Linked DNA regions of Mus musculus: all the other regions are linked to region 1. A link is a contact called in public HiChIP or PLAC-seq and promoter capture Hi-C data. All regions are on one chromosome and are shown on one strand. Each heading gives the region's core, a stretch centred on a gene start, on an enhancer-like site or on the middle of the called end of the contact. The rest is flanking DNA. Distances are from core to core; before and after follow the strand shown. Region 1 holds the start of Atp5mpl (ATP synthase membrane subunit 6.8PL). Region 2 has its middle 15 kb from the start of Gm40584. Region 3 holds the start of Adssl1 (adenylosuccinate synthetase like 1). Region 4 holds the start of Traf3 (TNF receptor-associated factor 3). Region 5 holds the start of Cdca4 (cell division cycle associated 4).

Region 1 (5,109 bases), core at 793-3,292:
AGTAGGTGGAGTGGAATCTTTGTGGCACAGGCAAGGACTGAGAGAGTACTGTAGGGGACCAATGGGTTAGAACCCTTGGGATCCAGCTCTGTTCTTGACTTTAGGAATTCTCTAAACCTCCTTTGTCAGATCTCTTCATCAATCATGGACCTCCTACTTGCTCGACAGACTCTTAAAAAATAAAGGACCCTAGCTGGGAGGTGGCAGCACAAGCCTTTAATCCCAGCCAACCAGCACTCTGTAAGTTCAAAGCCAGCCTGGTCTACATGATAGCCAGGGCTACATAGATAGCCAGGGCTACACAGCAAGAACCTGTCTCAAAAGACAAAAACAAAGATATCCCCCACCCCGTCCCCAAACAACAATGAATGGATCCAGAATGGCACGTGGTGCACAGTGAGCACTCAGGAAATGATCAAATCAATAGCAAGGAATTGCTACAAAAACCCAATAGAAAGCAGCAAGTCCCAGGCCACTGGGATTCTAAGAAAGTACTTAAAGAGGTTTCATCTCATAGGCTGTGCAGAAGTGTTGAGCTGTATCAAGACTGGTATGATATCAGCGATTGACTTTAATCCTAGCATTTGGAAGGTAGAGGCAGGGGGATCTTTCTCAATTCAAGGCCAGCCTGGTTTATCTACAAACGGAGTTCCAGGATGGTCAGGGCACAGAGAAAACTTGTCTTGACCTCCCACACCCTGAAAAAGAATGTGGTGTCACAGGAGGGTCTGGAAGGAAAAGGTAAACAGAGGATGTGGAGGGACTTCAGTGGTCTTGGTGTTCTCCTCAGCATCGAGGCATCCTGGCACTGTGTCCTTATTCTAAACTGCCATGAGTCCCGACACAGTGAAGGCCTGCTATCCAGTACATTTACACCCCACCCCCACCCCTTTGTCTCTTGCTCCTGGACTTCCATTTTGGTCAGTTTGGTTGTATTTGACTACACAAGTGACATGTTCCCTGTACTCAGTGTGGCCTCTACTCTTCCCACCTAAGTTTCTCTGGCTAACCATATTTCCCAGTTGTTAGTTTTACAATACCAGATTCAATAAAAGATCATCCTACTCGAAGGTCAAATGGCTGTCTACTGAGACTGCCTATGCCTGCAGAGTTTGTGAAAGTGACAGTAACAGCAAGCTATTACCTGGCAGCACACTGTAAAGAGGGGAACATGTCTGAGGTTTATAATGTGGTTTCATACATTTTCAAACATCGGCCTTGCCAAAACCTAACTTGGAAGAAACCTGTGGAATAATGGAAAGAAGGCACTGGCTTTGAAGTGATGTTTCTTGGCACGGATTTTTAGCTGCATCCCTCCCTGAGTAACTTGAGTAGGTAACAAGATGCTCACAGTTGATGGTGGCATGCCCCTTTGCCAGAGCCTATAGTTACACAGGTTCATCCAAGTGTCAGCACAAGGACACAGTCCATGCTGAGTGGACCTCCACTAGAATCTAGCTCCTGGACAACTTCTGTGAGGATGATACTAGGGCCCCTGGCCCTCCAAGTCTTGAGGAGTAATCCCTCTTTCGCATAGAAATTGATGTCTGAGCAAAGTCTTATCTGTCCAAGGGACTGACAACCACCCCTCCCCTCATACAATCAGGAAGACTAACTCCAGAAACACCTTCGCAGTGTGGAGGACTGAACGCCGTGCACATCCCTGCCCTCGGCGTGATGGAGTCCCGGACACTCTTGGGGGACTCTTGGGGATCTGGAGGACTGACCCCGGACACCCCCGCAGTCTGGATGACTCAGCCGGGCACTCTCTCCGTCACAGTCGCGGGGAACCCGGTGGACCCTCCCTGTAGTAGGCGGCGCAGGGGCTGACCCAAGGTCAGCGTGTATCGCAGAGTCCTTCGCCCGCGATCTACCTGGGCCCCACCGCACCCGGTCCCGGACCCTCCTTAGTCCCCCGGGTTGGGAACACAGCAAAAAGCCCAGGTTCCGCTCTTACCTCCGCGGGACCAAGACCACAGGCAACACCAAATTCTGCTACAGAATGGGAAAGGTCACAGAGCACGCAGGCGCCGCGCAGGGCCTGCTGGGAAAGCGGAAGGAGCGGAGACACCAGACGCCGGCTGCCCGGCCTTCCGCGCCTGCGCACCACAGCGCCCCCAGTGGTCGCCCGGGTGTTACAAGCTTCGGAAGGGATTAGTCCAAACCAGGAGGAGCTGGGAGAAGCCTACTGTGTTTCTAGGTGTCATAAAACTGACCAGATTTCCCAGGGTTTGTGGGTTTCCAGGAACAGAGGACTTTCAGTGCTGAAACCAGGACAGTAGATAATCCGGACAAATTGTCCTTAAGTAAATAAGTAAATAAAGCCCCTTTTACATGGTTTATGGCTTTAATCCTAGCCCTCAGGAGGCAGAAGCAGCAGGATAAATGTGACTTTCAGGCCAGCCTGAAAACCTAAACCAAAATTCGCGTGTGTTGGTGCATACCTTTAGTCCCAGCACTCAGGAGGCAGAGGCAGGAAGATCGCTGAGAGTTCAAGCCTAGTCTATTTTTTTTAGTGAGTTCCAGGACAGCCAGAGCTACACAGTGAGAACCTGTCTAAAAAAAAAGAAAAAACAAAAACAAAAACAACCAATCAGACCAAAGGCCAGACATAGTGGCTCGGGTCTTTCATCCCAGCGTTTAAGGGGCAGAGGCACAGGGTGGAGGGTGGAGCGTGGGGCTGTGGGTCTATTGAGTTTGATAGCCTGGGCTACTTAGTGAGACTCTCACACTCCCTCCTCCTCCCCTCTCCCCTCCAACAAACAATAAGAGCAAAGGAAATAAAGCAACAGTGACAAGGGGAAACCCTCTTTACTTGAATTTTTTTTTTTTTTGAGATAGGTCTTTCTGTAACTTGTTATGTAGCCCAGGCTGGCCTCACACTCAGGGATTTGCCTGCCTCTGCCTCCTGTCTTCTTGGATTAAAGGCCTGCACCACTATGCCAGGCTTTTGGCATTTCTTGCCATTTCCCCCTGTATTGCTACAAAAATTTTTGCTCTAATATTTGATTAAGCAGCCATGCTGTGCATAGTAATTATCATTAAAATTGTTGTAAAGCGTTGCAGAGACTTCTGCAGGAACGCTAGGGACTGGACCTAAGGTTTTATGTTTTAAATAAGCATGCTAGCTGGGTGTGTCGTGATATAATCCTAGCACTTGGACAGTAGAGGAAGATGATTAGGGTTTTAAGAGCATCCTGAAACCCTGGTTTGGTTTTTAGAAAACAAAACCAAAACAAATGAACAAAAATTGTTATTGCTTTTTTTTTTAGTTTTTTTTTAAGTTTTTTTTTTTATGTGTATGAGTGTTTTGCTCACATCTATGTCTGTGTACCAAGTATGTGCCTGTTCGCTCTCAGAAGTTAGAAGGCATTGGATACCCTGTAACCAGCATTATGGATGTTTGTGTTCTATCACACTGGTGCTGGGATTTGAACCTGGGTCCTTTGGAAGAGCAACAAATGCCCTGAGTCACTAAGGCATCTCTTCAGCCTCAGACTTCTGTTTAAGAAATGACTGACATCTGAACAGAAACTGAACAAAAGAAAGCCACCTATTGGGTTAAAACAAATTAGGCATGTATAGCCATTACCCAAGCAGAACACAGAAGAGCTAGTCAGGAACCCAGACAAGCAAGGGAAGACAAAGGTGTCGCACACACAGAAGGAGCCCAGTCCCCTCGGCCCAGAGCAGCTAGCGCTTTCCTCCTCCCTCCTTTTCTCTTTACTTTTTTTTCCCTTAACAAATATTATTACGTGGATGAGAGTGGGGAACAATCCCCAGTGCCATGGGGCCCATGTGGAGGTCCGGGGAGCGAAGCTGTCAGGCATCTTTACCCACTGAACTGTCTTGATAACACCACTTTATTGCTTTAGTTTAAAATCACTATTATTTTATGCATACGTGTTTTGCCTGTGTCTAAGTATGGCTTCAAACTCATGACAATTCTCCTGCCTCAGTCTCTAGTGCTAGAATTACAAGAGTGGGCCACTTTATCCAGCTTTTTCCTCTCATGGTGCTGAAACCATAGGTGGGTACCTAGAACAAGATATAAACTCTACAACTGAGCTTTACCCTCCATCATACAGCTAACTGGGTCTAAGAAATCAATGAGGAATAGGGTAGAAATATTTGAAGAGCTAATAGCTGACTGAGAATTTTGTAAAAGGAATATTAAAAAAAAACAAAAACAAAAACAAAAAGGCTCCAAAACATCTTAGTGGAATCAAGCAGACAGAGAAATGAAAGTCTGGAAGTCACGTGACAAAACTAGAGCTGAGGGCTGGGGCTGCAGATCAGTGGAAGGGCGCTTGCTTAGCGTGTGTGAGGGTCCTGGGTTCCAGACCCAGCACTGCCAAACAACAAAACCCTAACACCTAATGATGATGTTAAATGACTGTTCCTCAGGATTCTCCTTATAGGAAAATTAGCATTTAGTAAAGGTGAAGTACAGTTTTGAACAAGTTGAGAATAAAGGAATAATTACTAACAGAGCATCTGCAGGCTTAGTGATTTCTAAGGCCTCTGAGGACCAAAACTTTTCACCACAATAGTAACATTTGCCTTTTCTTGCTAGAATTCTCTCATGTGCACAATGGAATTTTCCAGAGGCTGTGGGACTTGTGATGTCATATAGTGTTAACACAGAGACAGAAAAGATGTTGTCTTCTATTCAGTTAGACACTAAGGGACTGGTGAAGATTTCTAAGTGTCACTCTGGGACTGGAGAGATGACTCAGCAGTTAAGAGCAGCGGTTGTTCTACCAGAGTACCAGAGTATGGTTCCCAGCACCCATGTTAGGCAGTTCACAGCTGCCCTTATCTCCAGCTCCAGGAGGGATCTATTGTCCTCTCCTGGCCCCTATGGGCACTGCACTCACACGTACCATACACCCATACATACCTGTAAGTAAAAATATAAAATTGTAATTTATGAAAAAATTTATATGAAATATAAAATTTTAAGTGTTTCTCTTACACACGAGGCTCTTGGAAAATACAGTGATTTTTCATAAAACAATAATGCCTGACATCAAGTGAGTTTTTAATTGCTAGTTTAAGTTATCAATACTGTCTTACTTTGAATTCTGTCCCTGCAAAAAAATATTC
Region 2 (5,159 bases), core at 2,616-5,115, 580 kb after region 1:
GAGGAGGGCAGGAGCATCCATGAGTTCCTCAACCATCACTGAGGAGGGCAGGAGCATCCATGAGTCCTCCCCCATCACTGAGGAGGGCAGGAGCATCCATGAGTTCCTCAACCATCACTGAGGAGGGCAGGAGCATCCATGAGTTCCTCAACCGTCACTGAGGAGGGCAGGAGCATCCATGAGTTCCTCAACCATCACTGAGGAGGGCAGGAGCATCCATGAGTTCCTCAACCGTCACTGAGGAGGGCAGGAGCATCCATGAGTCCTCCCCTGTCCCTGAGGAGGGCAGGAGCATCCATGAGTCCTCCCCCATCACTGAGGAGGGCAGGAGCATCCATGACTCCTCCCCTGTTCCTGAGGAGGGCAGGAGCATCCATGAGTCCTCCCCCATCACTGAGGAGGGCAGGAGCATCCATGAGTCCTCAGCCATCACTGAGGAGGGCAGGAGCATCCATGAGTCCTCAACCGTCACTGAGGAGGGCAGGAGCATCCATGAGTCCTCCCCTGTCACTGAGCAGCTATTGACAGCTGATGGCTTCTGAGGATGAGAGTCAGTTTTCGCTAATAGTGTGGCTCCTGGGAGATGGCCCCACACCCACAAGTATATGGACAGCACAAATGGACTCAGAGGGTTATAAAAACAAGATAAAATAGGACATGATGTTGAGGATGGGGTGGGTCAGAGACAGGAGTGTGGGGAGATTATGATCAGAATACATCTTATGAAATTTTAATGAAAAATATTAAAAGAGAAAAATGTTCAACTTCCAATGTACTTGGCAACATGGTCAAAGACATGGGTGGAGACTACACTTGACCCTCTGCCCTTGAAGGCCAGCTGAGTCTGCTTCCGTGTCCCCAGAATAAGGAGCAAACCACCACCTATAGGTCTACATTCTAAGTCGTCAAGGGAGTGGATGGCTTAAGAGGTGGGCACTGAGAGCTTGGCACACAGGCAGCGCAGGGGGGTGGACGCACCAGCACAGGAGAGACATCTGAGCCTCTCCGGCTCACAGAGAAAATGCCACATCACACTGCCACACTGAAGTGTAACGAGGGCACCGCTTCTCAAAAATCATAAACTCGGGCTGGTGAGATGGCTCAGTGGGTAAGAGCACCCGACTGCTCTTCCGAAGGTCCGAAGTTCAAATCCCAGCAACCACATGGTGGCTCACAACCATCCGTAACGAGATCTGACGCCCTCTTCTGGAGTGTCTGAAGACAGCTACAGTGTACTTACATATAATAAATAAATAAATCTTTAAAAAAAAAATCATAAACTCAGGGATGGGAAGGATGGCCCAGCAGTTAAGAACACTGGCTGCTACTTCAGAGGACATGAGTTCAATTCCCAGTACCCCACATGACAGCTCACAACCATCTGTAACTCCAGTTTCATGGGATATGACACCCCCTTCTGGCCTCTATGTGTACTGCACAGACATGGTGCATATATAAACACAAACAAAACAATCAAACATTTATTCATAAAATAAAAATAGTTATTCAAAATATAATGGGCCAGGCAGCGGTGACACATGGTCTAGAAAACAGCCAGGGCTACACAAAAAAGCCTTGTCTCAAAACCAATCATTGGACAGCAGGAATAGGAATAGCCCGGCCATAGAGTGCTTACCTAGCAGGTCTGAAGCCCTGGGTTCGGCCCACAGCACCACAGTGAACTTGTGTGCCTGTGTCCAAACAACAACATGAAAGGACATGATCATTAAAGAGGCAGAGAAAAGAAAGGAAATATGACCCTGTAGTAGGAGGCCGGCCTGTGGCCTACATGAATTCCTGGAAGGCAGGCTGCGGCTGAAAGAGAAACTAGACAGCGAGAAAAGAATGATGAGGCCAAGACAAATTTTTCTCTGATCAAGGAAGGCCTGCGAGTTTACTAAGAGACTGTGCTTAAAAGGGGGAAGGCCCATGCACACCCACTACCCCCACACACCCCCACACACTCTACACCCCTGCCAGTCCATCCTTGGTGCTTTGTAGCCATGCTGTCAGCACTTGGTCGCCAGGCTGTTGCTTATTCAGGAATGTCTCAGGAAGACAGGTTCAGCCCCTCTCGGCAGGTAGCAGAAGAGCAGGGCAGTTGTCACTTCAAAAAGAGCCAACCAAGTCCGAAAGCTGCACCACACATGGCCCCACCTCAGTGGCGACAAGGTCTGCATCAGCCTGCTTCAGGCTGGGGAAGGCTACATGACCCAAACTAATTTTAGTGGTACGTAAACCCAGGGCCTGTCTCTTTCTGTCTCCATCTCCTTGGTTGTCCCTGCATTTTCTGGGTATTCATAAGGAATAGTTTTGCTTCTAAATTCTTCTTTTTTTTTTTCTTTTGATTTCCACAACCCCTCCCTCCTCTCCTCCCAGTCCCACCCTCCCATCCCACTTCTCCCACCTCCCCTTCTCCTCAGAGGATGGGGGCCCCTCTCCCTGCAACCCACCCTGGCACATCAAATCTCTCCAGGACTAAGCACACCCTCTCCCACTGAGGCCAGACAAGGCAGCCTAGCGAGGGGAAAGGGTTCCAAAGGCAGGCAAGACAGTCCGAGTCTGAATTCTAAACCAACAGGAATGGGCTTCAAATCCTAAGAATCAACCTCCAGCTTCATAGGCCAAGCACTCAGGCCTTCTCCTGCCCTCCAGGGGATCTCACACTTGTAAAAGCCGGGGACAGGTTGGCCTGGGCCAGACAATAGGACCAGCCTCTGAGACCTCTGTAGTATTCACCTTCTTGTGACTTTTCCCACATCATTTTATCAGGAAAAATTTCAAACACAGCGAAGTTGAAAGACTTGCACAGTGGATATGCCTACCCACCTTCTCTTATAAACACCAGTGACCTGGATCTGCCCCATCTGCCCTGCCCACAAGCAACCCGCCCCAGAGCCATCTTGCTTTGCAATACCTTTCAAGTCAAGTTGCAGAGGACATCTGCCACCCACCCCTCCATGCCTATCCCAGTAAGCAAACCACAGATGGTTCCATTCCATTCTGTCTTCTCTCCCCCTCCCTCCCTCTCCTTCCCCCTGCTCATTCCCTTCCCCCAGATTTTCAGACAGGATCTCTTCCTGTTACCCTAGGTGAACTGAAACTTCACTACATAGACCCTCAAACTCACACAAAAATCTCCCTGCCTCTTCCTCCAGAGTGCTGGGATTAAAACTTCCGATAAAAAAGACATCTGTATTAGTAAAACACACCCCTGGTCTGCCTGTGAGGGTGTTTGCAGAGAGAACCAGATGTTAGGGGAAATCTGTGGCTTGATCCATCGAGGGACTCAAATTGTTACTTGTCTGTTGGGAAGAGTTGGATTGTGGAAGGGTGGGGCATGGTCAGAAGAAAGGGGTTGCCATGAAGGCTTGCCCTTAAGGTCTCTCCTGACCCTGGCTCCTTCCTGTCTCTCTGCTTCCTGGGTGCCATGATGGGAGTGGCTTTCTCCCACGGCACCCTTCCTGCTTTGTGTTCTGCCTCTCCACAGAGAGGCATAAAAACAGTAGGGCTGGAGACCCCGAGTTGAAACCTCTGACGTTGAGATCAAGTCCGGTTAAACTGTTTCTCTTGAGTTCTTGTCACGAAAGGGGAGCACGTGGGCAGCACAGCAGCAAACTGGGGTCCCGCTTCGCTTTGCATCTCTACTCAGCTTTTGCCGCAGAATTTTGTACTAATTTGATAAACTTTATGCTTGAGATGTGTGCGTGCGTGTGCTATGGTTGGGAGAGACTCTGTCCCAATTATGAGCCCACTTTTGTGTTTAAATGGTGTGAACACTAAGCAACTTTGTTCTTACAAACAAGTCCACGGAGACAAAGGGAGCTTTGTCACAGCGATTCCCAAACACACAGAGCTCCATTATCAGAAAGAATGGAAGTGGTCAGCTGACAGGCAAGGCTGTGGGCCACTGAAGCCTCTGCTTCTGTCTGCAGAGGGCTTTGTTTTATCCCTCCCCGCTCCTCACCCCCCAGCCCCCGGTGCACTGTCAGAGGTTACACTGCAGGTGGGAATCCCGGTGCAAGAGTCAGAGGGGAAGATAGAAGAGGAAAATCTAGACAGCTCAAGTCAGCCTTAGGCCTTGAAAACCGCCACCTAGTGGTCGCCAACAAAGGAGAGTGATACCACATATCGCCACCAGAGAGCGCTGTGCCACCAAAAGCACAAGGGCAGCGAGGGCACCCCTCTTTCTTGTCTACCCAACCCAATCTGCTGGAGTGCCTACACCAGAATTCTCCTCCTGGTTAGTCTCATCTGCTCTACGCTGTAGCAAAACCGCTGGATCTGGGTACCGGGTGGCGTCAGGATACCAGGAAATTCTGCCCTGGTGATATTTTCCTTAGTCAGGCTGGAACCCAAGTCTGTAAAAAGGACCCAGGATGAGGGGGCGCTGAACCCAGGCTCCTCCTCCTGAACACGATGAGCCTGTGTCCCTGCTCCAAATGATGACCACTGTCTGAAAGGGAAGTGAGAAAGCCAGGGGTAGCTCAATAACAACGTAGTTACCAAGAATCCACAAAGCAACAGGTTCCATCCCTAGCAACAAGAAGAAAAAAAAAAGTGAGGGAGCTTCAGGGTCCACAGCCCTCCCCTAACACTGGTCACACCCAAAGCAAACCCGGTAGGAGCAAGGCCATGTAGGAGCTGTGTGCCCAGCTGCTGTGGGTGAGGCTGGGCCTTGCAGGTGTTGTGAGCTCAGTAGACAGTAGATGCTGGTACTGGGGGCCTTGAGCAGAACAGGCTCCTTTCCCTGACGTTCAGAGAGACTGGAGCTTCAGGCAGGGCCCAGGTCACCTCCCCGGGCTTCAATCTGCCCATCTGCTGGGCGGGACTGTTGGTGGCTGACTCAGAAAAGTGAGCTGTCTGAGTGGCTAGGAATCCTCAAGGTGCCTGCATAGATCTGGTGCTCCAAATACAGGACACTCCTTCCTGTTCCCCAAGTTCAGGACATCATCCAGGAGGCTCTGGGTTCCATTTGTTGTAGCATCGATAAGGTCACTCCTTGATGGCTACCGTCTGACCAGGCTGAGTCCTCAGCCCAGCTTGCAGCTCTCGGCTGTGTCAGCTCCAGCTGTGGGAAGGAGGGCCCCACTCAGAGAATGGTCAATCTTGCCCTGAGAACTTGGCTGGAACTAACCAGACCTCCCTCCAGCCACTGG
Region 3 (4,750 bases), core at 458-2,957, 650 kb after region 1:
AGCTGTTGAGCCTGAGTGAAGCTGTTTTTAGAAAAGCCCTCCCCGTTCTATGTGGGCCCTTGGCTATTTATAGTCTCAGGCTTAGAAGCCTCAGTGCCCAGGACCCGTCTAAGCCCCCATAGTAGGTCCCTCTGAACCCTAAATACCTCTCACCAAGAACCCCTGGTTCCCCCCAGGAAAGGGAGCCAGGATTCCTTTCAGGCTTGCAGCAACACCTCCCAAGGGGACAAGGGCAAGCATTAAAGTGACCTGACCAAAGTGACATTCAACACTGGCATTCTTAAAGCATAATCTTTCTCACCTGGAGAAAAAGTTCATTGACCTGTGTAACATTCTGCCAGCCTCTCTCCTCCCTCAGTCCTCAGAAGCTGCTGTGCCCCCTACCCTTCCTCCTGTGACAACCCCCCCCATATTCTCCTGTTTACCCCTTGTCTCCGTTCCTGCATCAGCCTTCTCTGCCTGCTTTGCCTTCTGAGCACACCTTCCTGAAAGACCTTATCAGGGATTTCTGCCTGTCCCAGCCACTGCTCAGGAGATCTTGGCCTGAACCACTAACTCTAGATGCCACGTCTACTCGCTTGCCCCCTCCCCACTGTGGCACTGAGTGAGGTAGAGAAGGATATTGTAATCTGCACACAAAGACTGTAAGGCTCTTCTAAGAAGTAGTGTCCAGATCCGAGGCCCTGACTGCTTCAGCCATAGCAACTGAAGAGAGTGTCTATGTCCCTATGTGAAACAGAAGACACAGACCACCATGACCTGCACAGCCAGGGAGGGTAGCAGCAGTGTGGCTGAGGCTGACTGGGAATAGCCTCTCTTCCCCAAGCTGGGGGAGGGGGGGTGTCAGTCCCCCAGAGGGTGTGTCTAGTCTCACTGGTCTTGTGACAGTCCTGCGAACTGCCCCCAGGACAACTAGGAGCCTGACTGCTCTGTGAACCTGTCCCAGGGGTCAGTTAGCACACCCTGGAAGGACACGCACCAGTGGGGGGCTGGGGGGAGCATGCCACACAGGCCTCCCAGCCTCAGGACTTTCCCTTGTCCCTGTTTCCAGTCTGGACTGAGTGGCAGAAACCATCGACCCCGAGGTCTCTTGGAAAGTTGAATCCTCCTCTGCTCCTGTGTCCCTCAAGTTGCTCTGACCCCGAGCGGATGTGGGTACTTCATCTTACACTTGGCGCTGGGCTAGTAGCTAGCTACAGCCACCCAAGAGCTGCATATCCTGGGCCAGCAGGGGTGACTATGTGGCCTGGTGGAGAGAGATCGTCTTAGTTAAGGTGACTTTCTGGGCGGCTCTCAGGAGAACCGTTCCTGGTCCTGGACTCGAGGTTCAAGACGGGAAAACAGGTGATCCCGCAGGCAGATCCTCCAGATTAACGGCAAAGAAACATCTGTGGTTCTGCTTTTGTTAACCGCTCTCTTGCCCCGGAAAAAGCAGCCTCCTCCGCTGTTTGTGCAACCCCAAACCCTAGTCCTAGCAGGCCAGTGGGCAGGGGTAGAGTCCGGGTCGTGCAGCACTGGCACCTCTCACGTCCTAGGGTGTTCTGAGTCATCTGCTTGCCCAAGTCGTGTCGGGGCGTCTAGCACCCTAAGTGCGCGCCATCTGCAGCGACAGCGGCAGGGACAGGGAGCTGTGGCCGCAGGTCACCGAGGTGCGTCACCGCGTGCGCAGGACCCGCCCCCGGCCCGCCCCCCTCTCTAGGCGTCCGCATTTAATGGAGCGAGAGCTCTGGCGGCGGCGGGCTCTCGCTTGGCCCAGAGCAGCAGAGGAGCTAAGCCAGCATGTCCGGGACCCGAGCCTCCAACGACCGGCCCCCCGGCACAGGCGGAGTCAAGAGGGGGCGGCTGCAGCAGGAGGCGGCGGCGACAGGCTCCCGCGTGACCGTGGTGCTGGGCGCGCAGTGGGGGGACGAGGGCAAAGGCAAGGTGGTGGACCTGCTGGCCACGGACGCCGACATCGTCAGTCGCTGCCAGGTGCGGGCCAGGCGCCGAGTCCCTCCCTAACCTGCCCAGCGAGCCTCTCCCCTTCCCCGGGATCCGGACGAACCCCTTCCTCCTGTGCCCTGAGTGGGTCACAGCCTTTTGGATTCCTCCCTCCCAGGAGTACCTTCCCCACTGCCTAAGTCCTCCTTCCCACACACACCCTCTCACACAAAGCTCTTGGCCTCCCACCACCCACCCACCTCCTCCCCAGGGCAATGGCAGGAGCCCGAGCTAAAAATATAAGTCGCTGAGTTGAGGACATGGGATCCTCAGGGGTAGGGCGTTCCAGGGCGGTGATGGTGGGCCCTCCAGTGGGGAAAGCCCCAACGGGGTGGGTCGAGGTACCCTAAGATGCAGCAAAGGGTGAGAGCTGCTTTCTGAGAAGGGGGGTGTCCTCGGCGAGTCAGCCAGGCAGAGACAGGATGAAGATAGGTTTCTAACCTAGAGGAACGCAGGGTCAGGAGCCTAAAGCAGAGTTCAAAGGGGTCTGGCTGACATGGAGAAAGGAGGAGTCACAGATTTCCCGGGCAGGGTGTGACCCGGTGGCTGGTAGTGCTCAGAGAAGGCCAGAGACAGTCTTTGTGCCCTTGGCCAGCTGCAAAGTGCTCTGAGCACCCACATTTGTTCTGACTGACTCTGGACAGCGGGTGGGTACTCTCCTAGGGCTAGCTGCCTGCTCTCCTTAAGTCTCTGTGGTGTTGAGCTGCAGCTAACAGCCACACTGCCTCTGCGGTGCCATCCTCAGCACAGAGGGCTCGGTTTGAGGGAAGATACTCTGTGATACTGGGTTTGGAGCCACACTTATGGCTGCTGACCCAAATGAAGGTGGGAACACCTGCTGGAGTTCTGTCTCCCTGGTTCTGTGGCTTTCTTGCTGAGTTCCCGAGGACTCCTAGGAGGCCTCCGGAGGCATAGCTTGGTTCCCTGGGCCACATTTGCCCAGCTGGGGATGAGGATTTCTGGAAACTCTCTTAAGAATGAGGAGCTACCCTGCTCTCTCACCCTGTTCACCCCTCTCCCTTGAAGTCTCTAGGTCCTAAGGACAGACCTTGGGCCTCCTAAGCCCTACACCTTGCATGCATTGTCCAGCTATGTGTATGTAACTGGGATTTACTCCCAGCGGTCTGGAGTCCTGCTCTCCAGCGACCCAGCACCAAAGCCCCCACCCTTCCTCAGAGCCGTTTGCTCCTGTGGCGCCTACAGTCTTTCCACACAACTTGCTGGGTTTGGTCAGCACTGTCAGGGGTGAGCCTCGATGGTCCCAGGCTCCGTCTCCTTCTGCGGACACAGTTCTGGGTGAAGATGAGCTATCCCTGCTCTATGCCCAAGTCACCATGACAGATCCAGATCCCCATTTCTTGACAGGACATTCAAGGATCAGCACAGGGTCACAGTCACCCACTCAGAGGGGCTATCTCTCCCACCACCTGACCTCCCCAGCAGACCCAAACAGGTGTTCCCCTGAGGAATATGAGAATAGAGACATGTTTCTCTTCCAGTCTCTCGTGAACTAGCAAGTCAGGAGCCTCCCACAGAGCTCCTCTACAGGTTGGGAAACTGAGGCTCAGAAAAGTTGAAGAACCAAACTAACTGTTCCTTTGAGTCCCTTGAAGCCTTTATCATAAGCCAAGAGACCTGTCCTCTTTCCCCCCACTTCATGGACAAGGCAGAAGAGTCAGCCTTCCATCAAGCCCTCTGGAAATCAACTCCAGTCCTTTCCCTGAGTGCCCAGCCCCTGAGTCATTGCAAGCACTTGGTGACTACTCTGGTTTCCTGCACTTGTCCTTCCCCTTGGCGGGGACCTCTTTGCTTGCCTGTGGCCTCCCATATCTTCCCTGATCTTATGTGCCTATGGCCAGCCCTGTGTGATCAGAGGCTGGCAGGGTGGGGGGCTAGGTAAGTTGCCTCTGGCTTTGAATGGGTGCACGAACCAAATGAAGGCTCCAGAGGCCAAGCCCAAAGCCGTGCCAAAGGGCTGGCAAACACAAGAATGCAAATCAAGTGTCCCCCCTCTCCCCCAGTAAGTTCGCTACCTAAAAATGCTGTATAGCCAGCTAGGCTACCCGTTCCTTGGGCTTCTGGAGGGTGAGCTGTCCTACCACCTAACCCTTTGAGCCAATGGAGCCATCCTCCAGATCTGGCTTCCACACTTTTCCATGTCCACAGACACTTGTTGCTGGTCTCCACTACCCTGGGCTCTGACTCTGCCCAGCCCTGCCAGGTACCCTCATTTCTTGCTTTGCTACCTTGATTAATAGAGGGTGTATGGGTCAGAATGTAATGCTGAGTCCCTAGGAGCACCCCCAGCCAGCATCTCTGGCCTGGAGTCCAGCCTGCATTCTTCTTTCTCCCGGTGTCCCTGCTCTGATTCGGTCCATGCCCCACCCCTCCTGACACACAGTCAGTCTTCCTCTACCCTGCATCTCTGAGGCTGCTGGGGGCTGCATTGTCTTCCTCTCTGGTTCCTCTACTAAATCCACTCCTCACTCACCTCCAGGCAAGTCTTCCTGACCTCCTGCTCAGGGTCTCTCTTCCTCTCCCTTGGAGCCCCAGGCACCTCTGCCGAGGCTTCCACTTTCTGAGTCCTCCATGTTTCCTCCTCGGCCGCCTGACTGTCCAGCTGTGTCCAGATGTTCCTTCAGATGGGTCTGACGTACCTGTTACCTGAAGGGCATGCTGGCCACTATCTTCTCATGCATTCCATTGCTACTCTAGGCTCTCCCTTCTATGCCCACAGTAATCTTTCTCTGGGGCTGCTGTCGAGCTGAGC
Region 4 (4,743 bases), core at 2,164-4,663, 800 kb before region 1:
CTCTTTCCCTTGTACAATTTCAGGCAAGTGTTTGAGAAAGCACAGATGGTATGTGCATGTGTGCACATGTGCACACAAGAATCCTGGGATGAATCCCTTAAAATGAGAACACTTTTGTTTCCTGATTGGCCTACAGAGATGAGAAAAAAAAAAAAAAAAAAAAAGGAAAGGAACTGTGTATGTGGCCCATTTCCAACCTCCTATGTCCCCCATTCCCCACTGCCCTCCATCTCCTCAGCATGATATAGACCTGGGAATGTGCTCTGTCACCCTTAGGCCTCTCTGTGTCTCCTGTGTGAACTGTCCTGACCTGTAGCCCACTTCTTTGATAGTGTGACTCTTCTGTGCAGGAGTCCACTGAGGGACAGGACTGGGCAGGAACGGGACGCAGTGTCACCTCAAAGCTGGGACCCTTCTACCATCATCAGCATCTTTTAGTCAAAAGATGTTGTATTGGACTTGTGGCCACGAATCTCCAGTAAGTTTAGACATCATGATCAGCATTTAAAAAATAAAAATAAAAATAGATAAAAATAAAATTGGGAGCTGAGCTGGCTTAGTGGTGAAGGCACTCGATTCCGATCCTTTTGACTTGAATTTGATTGCCAGGTCTTACATGGTAGAAGAAAAGGATAGACTCTTGTGAATTGTTCTTTAACTTCCACAAGTGTGCCCCACCTCAAATAAAAATAACTAAAAGTATAATAAAAATAAGTAATAGAAGCTACATAGTGAGCGTGAGGCCAGCCTTGGTTACAGAAGACAGAGAGAGAGAGAGAGAGAGAGAGAGAGAGAGAGAGAACTCCAGAGAGACCCAAGCTTGCTAGGGAGCAGTGGAATTTGCCTGTAATCCTAGCATTTGGGAAGGTGAGAATTTCAAGTTTGAGGCTCTCTTGGTCTACATAGTGGAACCCTGTATTAAAATTAATAGCTAGATAGGGCCAGCAAGCTGGCTCAGTAGGTGTGGATGCTTGCTGTGAAGCCGGGCAATCTGAGTTTGATCCCAGTGACCCACAAGGCAGAGGGAGGTAACTGACTTTTGTCCTCTGACCGCCACACTTAATCATGATGTGTGTTCCCATATGCACAGTGTACACACACACACACACACACACACACACACACACTGGATACATAAGTAACTAAAATCATTTAAACATTAACAAGTAGACCAGAATAATCAGAGCACATTACATGTTTGGGATTAAGTATTGATGAATATGTGGGTGTGTATCACATATTCAACAGGTTTGAAAGCTACTTGCTGAGAAGTCTTACTGAAACTATAATTTTGCTGTGTGTCTCTCCTTTGCTAGTATTTAATGTTTTAGTGAGCGAAATGTCAGCTCACTTCAGCACACATCTGCCCTGCAGGGGCAGGTGGCTTCTGCTCCTGGAGCTGTCATTTGAGGCACTGGGAGGGGCCTGATGACACCTGTTCACAGGCCTGAAGCCCCCGACACCATGCGACGAATACTTTTCCTCTTAGCACAACAGATGGGAGCGGCTTTCTGGACAGTTGCATTTCGGTGAGTCATCACGAGACCTGCATGCATCCTAAAATGCAGCAAACTGAGCATGAGAGGCCACATAAATTCCTGAGAGAAATTTCTTTGTCCAGAAACAGTGTCGGCGTGTTGTTCAGCGTTGCCATAGGGAACAGCCAGCTTTGCTTTTGAAATGCCCAGAGCAGAGCCCTCTGATTGGTTCTCCGTACTGCTCATCACTTCTGCCCAGCAACTGGCGCTGCGGTGGCCAGAAACCCGCCCCCAAAGCCCTGGCTCTGATGGGGCAAACTTCTTTATGCTGCCCTCTGTGTTTCCCCAAAACAGGGGGTCTGGAGCTGCTAAATGGGAGAAGAAGGGCTCGGGGTGGGGGAGCAGCAGCTGGTCTCACCCGTAGAGAGCTCCACGCGGCTGGACTCTACCCACTCATTCTGAAGAAGGCTTACTAGTGCTTTGGCAGAGAATAAAAGGAGCCACGCAGCCATAGGAAGCCCCACGCACAGGTCTTTGTACCTTCTGCCTGGTGGCTTATTTGAAAAGAGTCCAAATAGTGCAGCCTAGAGAAGGAAGCCTTTCTGGATTTGGGCAGTTTTCCTTGTGCCGTGAAAGGCGTGTGAGAAAGGTGCCCTGGACAGGGCTGGGGTCGAACAGTAGAGGTCTGAGAACACGGTTAAAGAAGGCAGGGGCACTCTGAGCATTCCGGGCCATTAAAGACACCCACGAGGGGAAAGGGGCTAATAGTGAGCTCCAGGGTCCTCATAGATGGGACTGTCGTTCTAGCACTGTTGCCTTGGGGAACCCTGGATCTGACCTGACTCTGAACTCAGAACTGTGGCCTGTGGCCCAGATGAGGGCGCCACTGGCCTAGCTGAGCCTGGCTAGCAAGGCCTATGTGGGCTCTCGAACAGGCACCTGTTGGGCTACTGCATTCAGAGATGTCCTGTCAGACTATCCAGGCTTCTAGAACATTCCATGAGGTAAGCTGGACAGAAGATGCTGGACTTCCTGCGCAGCCTGGTCACACTGGTCTCCGTTCCAGCCTAGGATCCGACAAACTTTATTGAGAAGGGATGTGTGAGCTTCCAGATGACTTGGAAACAATCATGGCCTCTTTGCTCAAGTGTCTGAACTTTGTAAGGATAGACCCCCATTTGCTCCCATCTTGCCATGGCAGTAGGGACATCTGGTGGGGCCCTGTGACCATGAGACAGCAAGATGAAGCTGCTGGAGAAATGGGTGTCCCTGGCTTAGAGAAGTACCCAGGACAAATTGGCCACCCTGTCCACACAGGGCAGATCCACTTCGGGTGGGTATGTAGGGAGCCGAGGAGGACTCTGCTAAACCCCTAGAGCTGGGTCAGATGGTACCAGACCCGCCTGTGAGCATACGAGGGGCATGTGTGAGGGTGGCATGGCTGTGTGCTAATGTGGACTGTGAGACCTGCCCGCCTGCCTGTGAACTCTGTCGGTGAAGATGTGTGTTCTTGGACAGGAGACACTAGGAACGAACTCTGCACGCGTGTCAATGGGCGCCCGCGAGTGAGTGTCTTCTACAGGTGCAAGGACCTGAGTGCCCGAGTAGGCGAGACTGTTGGGCCGCCCGTCGAGGTGGCAAGGCGAGGAACCTTCCTTGCTTCCCCTCCGCTCGACTGGCTTTTTGACCCGGAAAGACCGGGACGCGGGCGGGGCGCGAGGGCGCGCGCGCGCGCGCGGAGGGGCCAGGGCCCTGAGGGCCTGGGGCGCGCGCCGCCGTTGCTAAGGCCGGCGGCGAGCGCGGGGCCGAGGGTCCCTAGCAACGGGCGCGGGCGCGCGCCAGCCGAAGGGGATGAGGGGGGGGGCGGGGAGGCGCGCGCGGGCGGCGGGGGCGGGCGCGCTGGGGCGCGCGCCCAGGCGGCCCGCGGGGATTTCCAGCGCGCGAGAGGAAGTGCCAGCGCGAGGGTGCGTGAGGCGGCGCGGCCGGCGGCCGCCGCGTGCGCGAGCCGGGTTGCAGCCCAGCAGGGACTTTCCAGCCGGCGGCGGCGGCGGCGGCCGCCGGCCCTTCCCCGCCCCCCGACATGGGGCTGCCCGGGGAGCTGGACGCTGCAGAAGGCGGCGGAGGATGCGCGCGGCGCCCCTGAGCCGGCCGAACGGGCGGGCCTCGGGGTAAGGTCGCGGGCCGGGGGCGGCGGGCGGCGGGGCGGCGGGCGGCTCCATCCCGGCGGCGGCCCCGGGCCCGGCGGGTCCTTCGCTGCCAGGCCCGGCCGCCTCACCGTCTGCGGTGCGGCCCGCCCGCCGCCCCAACTTTGGAAACTTTGTGTGTGCGGCCAGCTCCGGGCCCGAGGCGCCGGCGCTCCGGGCAGACGGGGCAGGCAGGCCTCGAGCCCTGGGTGCCCGCCCCGAGGGGTGCCGAGCCGTCAGCATCTCCGAGGCCCGGGGCTTTGGCGCGGTGCGGAGCGGCGGAGACAGGGTGCCCGCATAGATGAGCGTGCTCGCCCTGGCTGGTGGAGGTGGGTTTTTGAGCCATTATTTAAAAGTTTATACTGAGTCATTGCTCTGCAGATGAATGACTGATTCATAGTCGGAGAGCTGCAGAGAGGCTGGAAGGCAGGCGGTTCTGGGATCCAGCTGGGGCCGAATGCACACCTTCCACCTTCGATTAACACCAAAGGTCAGAGTGGGCTCCCCACGGGCGAGCCATTAAAACGATCCTTGCCGCGGGGCTTGCAGGTTTTGGAGGCGCCAGGCTATGGCTCATGTACGTTTCGCCACGTTTCTACACTGTCATCACCACCGGTTGGGGACCCGGGTATCAGGATTAGACCTTTAGAGAGAATTCTGCGTGGACAATTCTTTACCTTTAATTTAAAACGGCAACAACATGCAAATGGGTGAAGTGTTGTGGACGTGCTCTGAAATCGAAGAAGCATTCAGATTAATGATCGGTTGAAGGAACTGATTTTATTTTCACGGCTTTTGTACTGAGCTTTGACTCAGTTTTGAGAATGAAATAGAAGGGTGTGTGTGTGTGTTACGTACACACATTTGTAAGTATGCTCTTTTTTTGTGGAGTCTTAAAGGGTTTATCGAGTGTTGTATTGTCATCTTAATTTACATTCACAGCATACAACTGAAGAGGAGCCATAATTTTTTTTTTTTTGGTAGCATTTCTGTGACTAGATACACAAGTGAAATCTTTAGAAATGCTGTTTTGTATTGTGTGTAAAATGCTTATATGTAGAAATTGTTCAGGGGAACCCTCA
Region 5 (4,730 bases), core at 1,383-3,882, 860 kb after region 1:
AGAAGCATATGCCCTCACCATGTATATTTGCTATCAAACTACCCCTGATTTACTTTGTAAATTAAACACACTCCTCGCTGTGCCTTTTCCTTCGGGTATACACAACTTTTGCCAGCAGAGCTTTAACCAGCAAACGCTCCCTGTCTTGCCTCTGGCTCCTAAGTGCTGGGACTAAAGGCGTACACCTGCCTTTGTGGAACATTTTTGTTTTGTGATTTTTTGGTTCTTTCTTGTTCACCATCCTCACATGTAAAGATTTTAAACAAGGTGTCTGGAAACATCACTGACAGATGATAAAGGTTGGGTACCCAGAACTCACATGATGGCTTACAACTCCCTATACCTCCAGTTCCTTGGATCCAATGTCCTCTGTGGCCCCAGAAGGTATATATACACATGCACACCAATAAAAGTAAAATAATTAAGCCTGGAATGAAATGTACTCTTGTCTGCTTATCTGTCACTCTAGGACACAAGCCATAAGAGAACAGGATGGTGACAGAGTAGCTTCTAGAAAGACAGCAAGACGGAAGAGGGGGCTTGAGGGTGAAGGCCTACATCACCAGCACAGGTTGTGACTAGCCCTAATGGTACCTGCAAAGGGCTTTCCTACACCGCCTGGGCACAGCTTCCTCATGGCCACCTGTGTGCCTGACCTGATGTTGCTTAACCCTTCTAATGAAAGACGACAGGAAATTCTCCCTGCTAAGTTCTGTATAAATTACGTTCCACATCTCACACCTATTTCCAGATGGCCAGAATCGCTTTCCAAGTCTAGGTAAATGTCTGACATTCCTTCAGTCCAAAGCTAAGTCAAGGCACAATGGTGCCCTCCAATTTTCCCCACCCAAGCACTGGCTGAACAACAAGAGCCAGGCATTCTGGGGGCTCAGATAGTGTTGAGGCCGGTGGACAGTAAAGTGGAAGTGAGTGCTAACTACCCTACAACAACCTGAGGTAAAGAGACGGCCCAGGACTCCACAACCATCATATCTTGGAGCCGTCCTACCTCAGTGACCATGTGGGAGCAGCTTCCTGGGCTCTGACCATCCACTAGAGTCTTGGTTTTACCTGTGCAGATCTATGACAACCCAGGCTTGGATTGTAACCGCAAGCAAGCATTCATCTGGATGTTGGATTTTTTTAAGGAGAACCACAAGTTAATGGTTTCCAAGTTGGGCATGGTGGCAGACTTGGGAAGCAGAGAGAAGGAGAGTAAGGTTGTTTCTGGTTGCACTGTGAGTCTGAGGCCAACCTGGCCTGCAGGAAACCCTGTCTCAAAAACAAAACGAAAATCACAACTGTGTTAAAATACTTCCTCAAAGAGCAACTGGGGCGAGGGACTAGTTGGAAAAATCCTGGGGCCAGTGAACTTGATGGTCCTTTGATGGAGTTTATTGTCCCACTACGTCTGCTTCAGACTTTGTATCAGTGACCCTTGGAAGGATGTGGGGCTTTCTTATGCCTGCCTGCCTGCCTTCCTTTTAAGACTAGCACCTCTAAAATGGGGAGATTTCTGAATGCATTAGGTTGATGAGACAAACGACTATGCTTGCAGAAAACGTTTCCCAGAATCGTTTAGATCAGTGTCCAGCTCAGCTCTGCCATCTCGTATGTCAGATACAAAGGCCACCAGGAGGAAATACGCGGGTGCTGTACGTCTGTTTCAAGTGCTGGAAGAAGTCCCTTCCCTGGTGACCCTACCTAGGGGAGAAAAACTTTAGAAAAGGTTTCTGGAGGCTTTTTCTAGTTACAATTGGCCTCAGGACAGGCTAGCAAAGACAGAGCCCGGGTTCCGGCCAAGTTCCACCGATGCCAGGCAGTACCTACTAGGCCATAAATGATGAGTTTGGAAGGAAGTGGGGTCTACTGCAGTAGGGGAAGGGCAGGCAACACAAGACACTTCTCAAGGGAATGAAAATCCAAGAAACAAAGAAAAGAGCGCAAGGCCAACACTCACCAGGCGGGCGGCTGCACGGAGCCCACCCAGCCCTCCCGGAATCGGGAATCGGTCCCTGGCCAGCAGACAGACGGTTGGGGCTCGGCGCTGCTAAAAGCCAGGGAAGGTCCAGTCCCCCGAAACTGCGCACAGCAAGCGGCGGCCAGCTCGAAAGGTGAGGTGGAAGACCGACGCGGGGTGAACCAAAGAAGAGGGGACCGCGGAGAAAGGCAAGGCCACGGGAGGAAGAGAGAGCGGAAGCAGGGGAGCGTGGGCGGAGGGCGGGACGGCCAGCTCAGACCCGCCGCTCCGGCTCTCGGTATGTGTCACTCAACACGCCGCGGCGTCGTGAGCGCCGAAGGGCGGCCGGCGCAGGAAGCCCGAGGACCCTGAGGCCGCCCGACCGCCCCGGGGGTGCTCTGCGCCGACGCCGCCCATGCCGCAGAAGCTCGAAGGCGCAAACCAGCTACACACTTACCGGCGCCGCAAGGCAGACCCCGCCACTCCTTCGGGCACCCGGATCGGTCAGCGCCCACAAAGGGTCGCCATGGCGCCGCCGCACGAGCGCCGATTGGTGGCGTGCGGGGTGGAGCTTTGTTCAAACCCACGCAAGGCGGAGCCTCGCCGGCCGCGTCTCCCGCGCTTCGGCCTCAGCCGTTAGGCTCGCGCGCTGGGCCGCCCCGCCCCCGTTCCCAAGTCTCCCCGCGCCCCGCCCCGCCCCCGATCCCTTGTTTGTCGACGGCTCGACCCGTTCCCAGGGTTCCGCGCGCTCCGCTCCCAGGGTTCCGCGCGCCTGGCCACCGCCCCAGTTCCCAGGTCTCCTTGCGCCTGGCCCCGCCCCCAGGGTGCTTGCCGCGCCCCCTCGCGCCGGTGCCCGAGTCTCCTTCGTTATCCTGGCCCTCCTGACTCACAGCGGGGCGGTTAATGCCAGCCCTGGGCATGGCCGATGTCTACACCTTCTCTGAGACATAGAAGGGTTGAACGAGGCTCGGTGGTGGCATCCCTGAACAGGTCCTGGTTCGAGTTCCAACTGAGAAAAATTAAAATATAAGGTCCTGGTAGTGCACAAGATCTTAACGAGGACACCAAGTCCGGACGGCGTTGGTTGGGGGATGGAGTGAGGTGGGAAGGTGAGTGGATGCAGAATGTTCAGTGGGGATGCCACATTAGCACAGGGAGCAAGCTCGTTTGCTGGAAAAGACTGGAAACTCCTTCCGACCGGGACTTCTAATGAATGAGCGTTCGAGAGAAAAACCGGTGCCATAAGAGAAAGTATACGGCATACACATCACATCGTGTCTTTGTGGCTTCGTGGTTCACCTAAGCTCACTAATGCATTCCCATTCCTGGGCATACTTGCCCTTTATTTGATGGAAAGGCATGCCATCAAACTTTGACCTGGATACTAGCATGGTTTTTCTTTTGAATTACTATTATTTTTGGATTTACTTATCTGTGTGTGTCATTGTTTTGTCTGCATGTATGACTGTATTTCATGTTCGAGCCTACAAGTGATTGTGGGCTTCAGTGTGGGTGCTAACAACCTTATCAGGTCCTTTGTCAGAACAGCAAGTATTCTTAATCCCTGAGTGTCTTGAGTAAGCTAACGTGTAGTTAGTATAACAAGTAGTGTAACAAAAGTTATGTTTCATTATGCTGAGGGTCATTCACACTCTCAATTCCTATGTGGTCCTAAGCCTGTCTCCCCAACACTGCTCACCTGTCTAGGTATCTTAGCTGAAGGTCAGGTCCAGGCTCTAACATAAGTCTCTGATCCTGGAAGGTTCAGGATCCTAGGGAGACTCTCCAGCTGCAGGGCAAATCAGGGTGGCTTCTCTCCAGATGTGCAGGACAGAGCATTGTTCTTGGTCTCTGCTTACATACTGTCCAGTAGATATGGGGTACTAGGACTGTGTCTGACTATCTTGAGTGAGCGATGTCACTGGGTTCTGGTTGCCAGGTGCAGCCTTGGGTGTAGTGGGGTTCCTGACTACGCTATTTTTACATGTGGGTCCTAGGGATCTTAGGTTCGAGGCTTGGTGCTAAACTCCTGCTGAACCCCCTCAGCTCCATTTTCATTTCTTTCATCTCCTTTTTGGGTACTGGCTAAAAGCCTAAGGCACAGTTTCCCTGAGACACAGTTTTCCTGAGGTTCTGTGCTTTCTGGTTTTTTTTTTTTTTTTTTTTTTTTTTACCTCCTTGCCCGACTTAAAAGACAGTTTTCTCATCTCCTCTTGGAGGCCACAGGTTTTTCAGCTTGTTTATCCTGTCTTTTTTTTTTCCCCTCTAAGTTTAATAAAATTGTTTATGACCTTCTTTCTGAAACAGTTTTAAATTATTTTATTAGTAAGGCTAAGAATCCAAAGGAAACTGTACTAGTCAGGTTCTCTAGAATCACAGAACTTATGGGTTGCCTCTCTACATTGAGGGAATTTATTGTAATGACTTACTGTTTGCAGTCCAGCTAACCCAACAATGGGCATCTGTGAATGGGAAGTCCATGAGGGTAGTTGTTTCATCTGGTTTTCTGTGTAAGCTGGAATCCTGAATATGCAGATTCTAACAGATGTGCTGGCAAGTAAGTGCAAGCAGGTGAGGGAGAGTGAGCCTTCCTCCTTCCAACTTCCTTACATCGTCCTCCAGCCGACGTGGCCCAGAGGTGTGTACCACCATGCCTGGATTTGGAATTTGCTCTGTCCCGGACTGTCCTTGAACTCAGAGATGTGCTTGCCTTCATCTCCTGGGATTAAAAGTGTGTACTACCTTGCATGGGCCTAAGCTACTTGTGACC

The links. Promoter capture Hi-C pulls out the DNA fragments that hold promoters and counts their contacts. HiChIP or PLAC-seq counts read pairs in DNA pulled down with a chosen protein or histone mark.
Region 2: an H3K4me3 HiChIP or PLAC-seq map of stem cell-derived neural progenitor cells shows a contact between it and region 1, with 3 times the contacts expected there. The contact joins the enhancer-like site here to the promoter of Atp5mpl in region 1. A contact is called at or near these places in 8 of 39 promoter capture datasets (the C10 cell line, the HPC-7 cell line, cranial neural crest and 4 more), 2 of 484 Hi-C or Micro-C datasets (cortical neurons and embryonic stem cells) and 3 of 115 datasets of contacts at active chromatin or transcription factors (embryonic stem cells, large pre-B cells and stem cell-derived neural progenitor cells).
Region 3: a contact with region 1 is called in a promoter capture Hi-C map of pre-B cells, with 4 times the contacts expected there. The contact joins the promoter of Adssl1 here to the promoter of Atp5mpl in region 1. A contact is called at or near these places in 12 of 39 promoter capture datasets (the 3T3-L1 cell line, the C10 cell line, the SN4741 cell line and 6 more), 1 of 484 Hi-C or Micro-C datasets (embryonic fibroblasts), 2 of 115 datasets of contacts at active chromatin or transcription factors (embryonic stem cells and pancreatic cancer cells) and 3 of 9 other capture datasets (adipose tissue, embryonic stem cells and macrophages).
Region 4: a promoter capture Hi-C map of pre-B cells shows a contact between it and region 1, with 4 times the contacts expected there. The contact joins the promoter of Traf3 here to the promoter of Atp5mpl in region 1. A contact is called at or near these places in 1 of 39 promoter capture datasets (pre-B cells) and 1 of 115 datasets of contacts at active chromatin or transcription factors (pancreatic cancer cells).
Region 5: a contact with region 1 is called in a promoter capture Hi-C map of liver, with 2.1 times the contacts expected there. The contact joins the promoter of Cdca4 here to the promoter of Atp5mpl in region 1. A contact is called at or near these places in 2 of 39 promoter capture datasets (both in liver).

What each region holds. Positions count from the first base shown.
Region 1 is chr12:111,964,967-111,970,075 of GRCm38.p6, forward strand. Atp5mpl (ATP synthase membrane subunit 6.8PL) reads right to left here and starts at 2,043. Exons shown (of 4, transcript NM_027360.3): 1 at 1,958-2,043.
Region 2 is chr12:112,548,081-112,553,239 of GRCm38.p6, forward strand. No RefSeq gene overlaps it. Among named protein-coding and RNA genes, the nearest start is that of Gm40584, 15 kb to the left of the region's middle. Within about 2 kb of position 3,866, at least 77 of the 459 cell types and tissues checked have an H3K27ac peak or open chromatin away from gene starts, as enhancers often do. A contact at or near this core is called in stem cell-derived neural progenitor cells, where this site is marked.
Region 3 is chr12:112,618,340-112,623,089 of GRCm38.p6, forward strand. Adssl1 (adenylosuccinate synthetase like 1) reads left to right here and starts at 1,708. Exons shown (of 13, transcript NM_007421.2): 1 at 1,708-1,971. The coding sequence starts at 1,780.
Region 4 is chr12:111,162,957-111,167,699 of GRCm38.p6, forward strand. Traf3 (TNF receptor-associated factor 3) reads left to right here and starts at 3,414. Exons shown (of 12, transcript NM_011632.3): 1 at 3,414-3,646. The region is part of intron 2 of 4930595D18Rik (RIKEN cDNA 4930595D18 gene); the gene reads right to left.
Region 5 is chr12:112,826,889-112,831,618 of GRCm38.p6, forward strand. It overlaps Cdca4 (cell division cycle associated 4), which reads right to left and starts at 2,633. Exons shown (of 2, transcript NM_001359234.1): 1 at 2,418-2,633. Gm52009 (apical junction component 1 homolog) reads left to right here and starts at 1,813. Exons shown (of 2, transcript XM_030247054.1): 1 at 1,813-1,822; 2 at 2,120-3,388. The coding sequence starts at 1,813. The coding sequence ends at 2,904.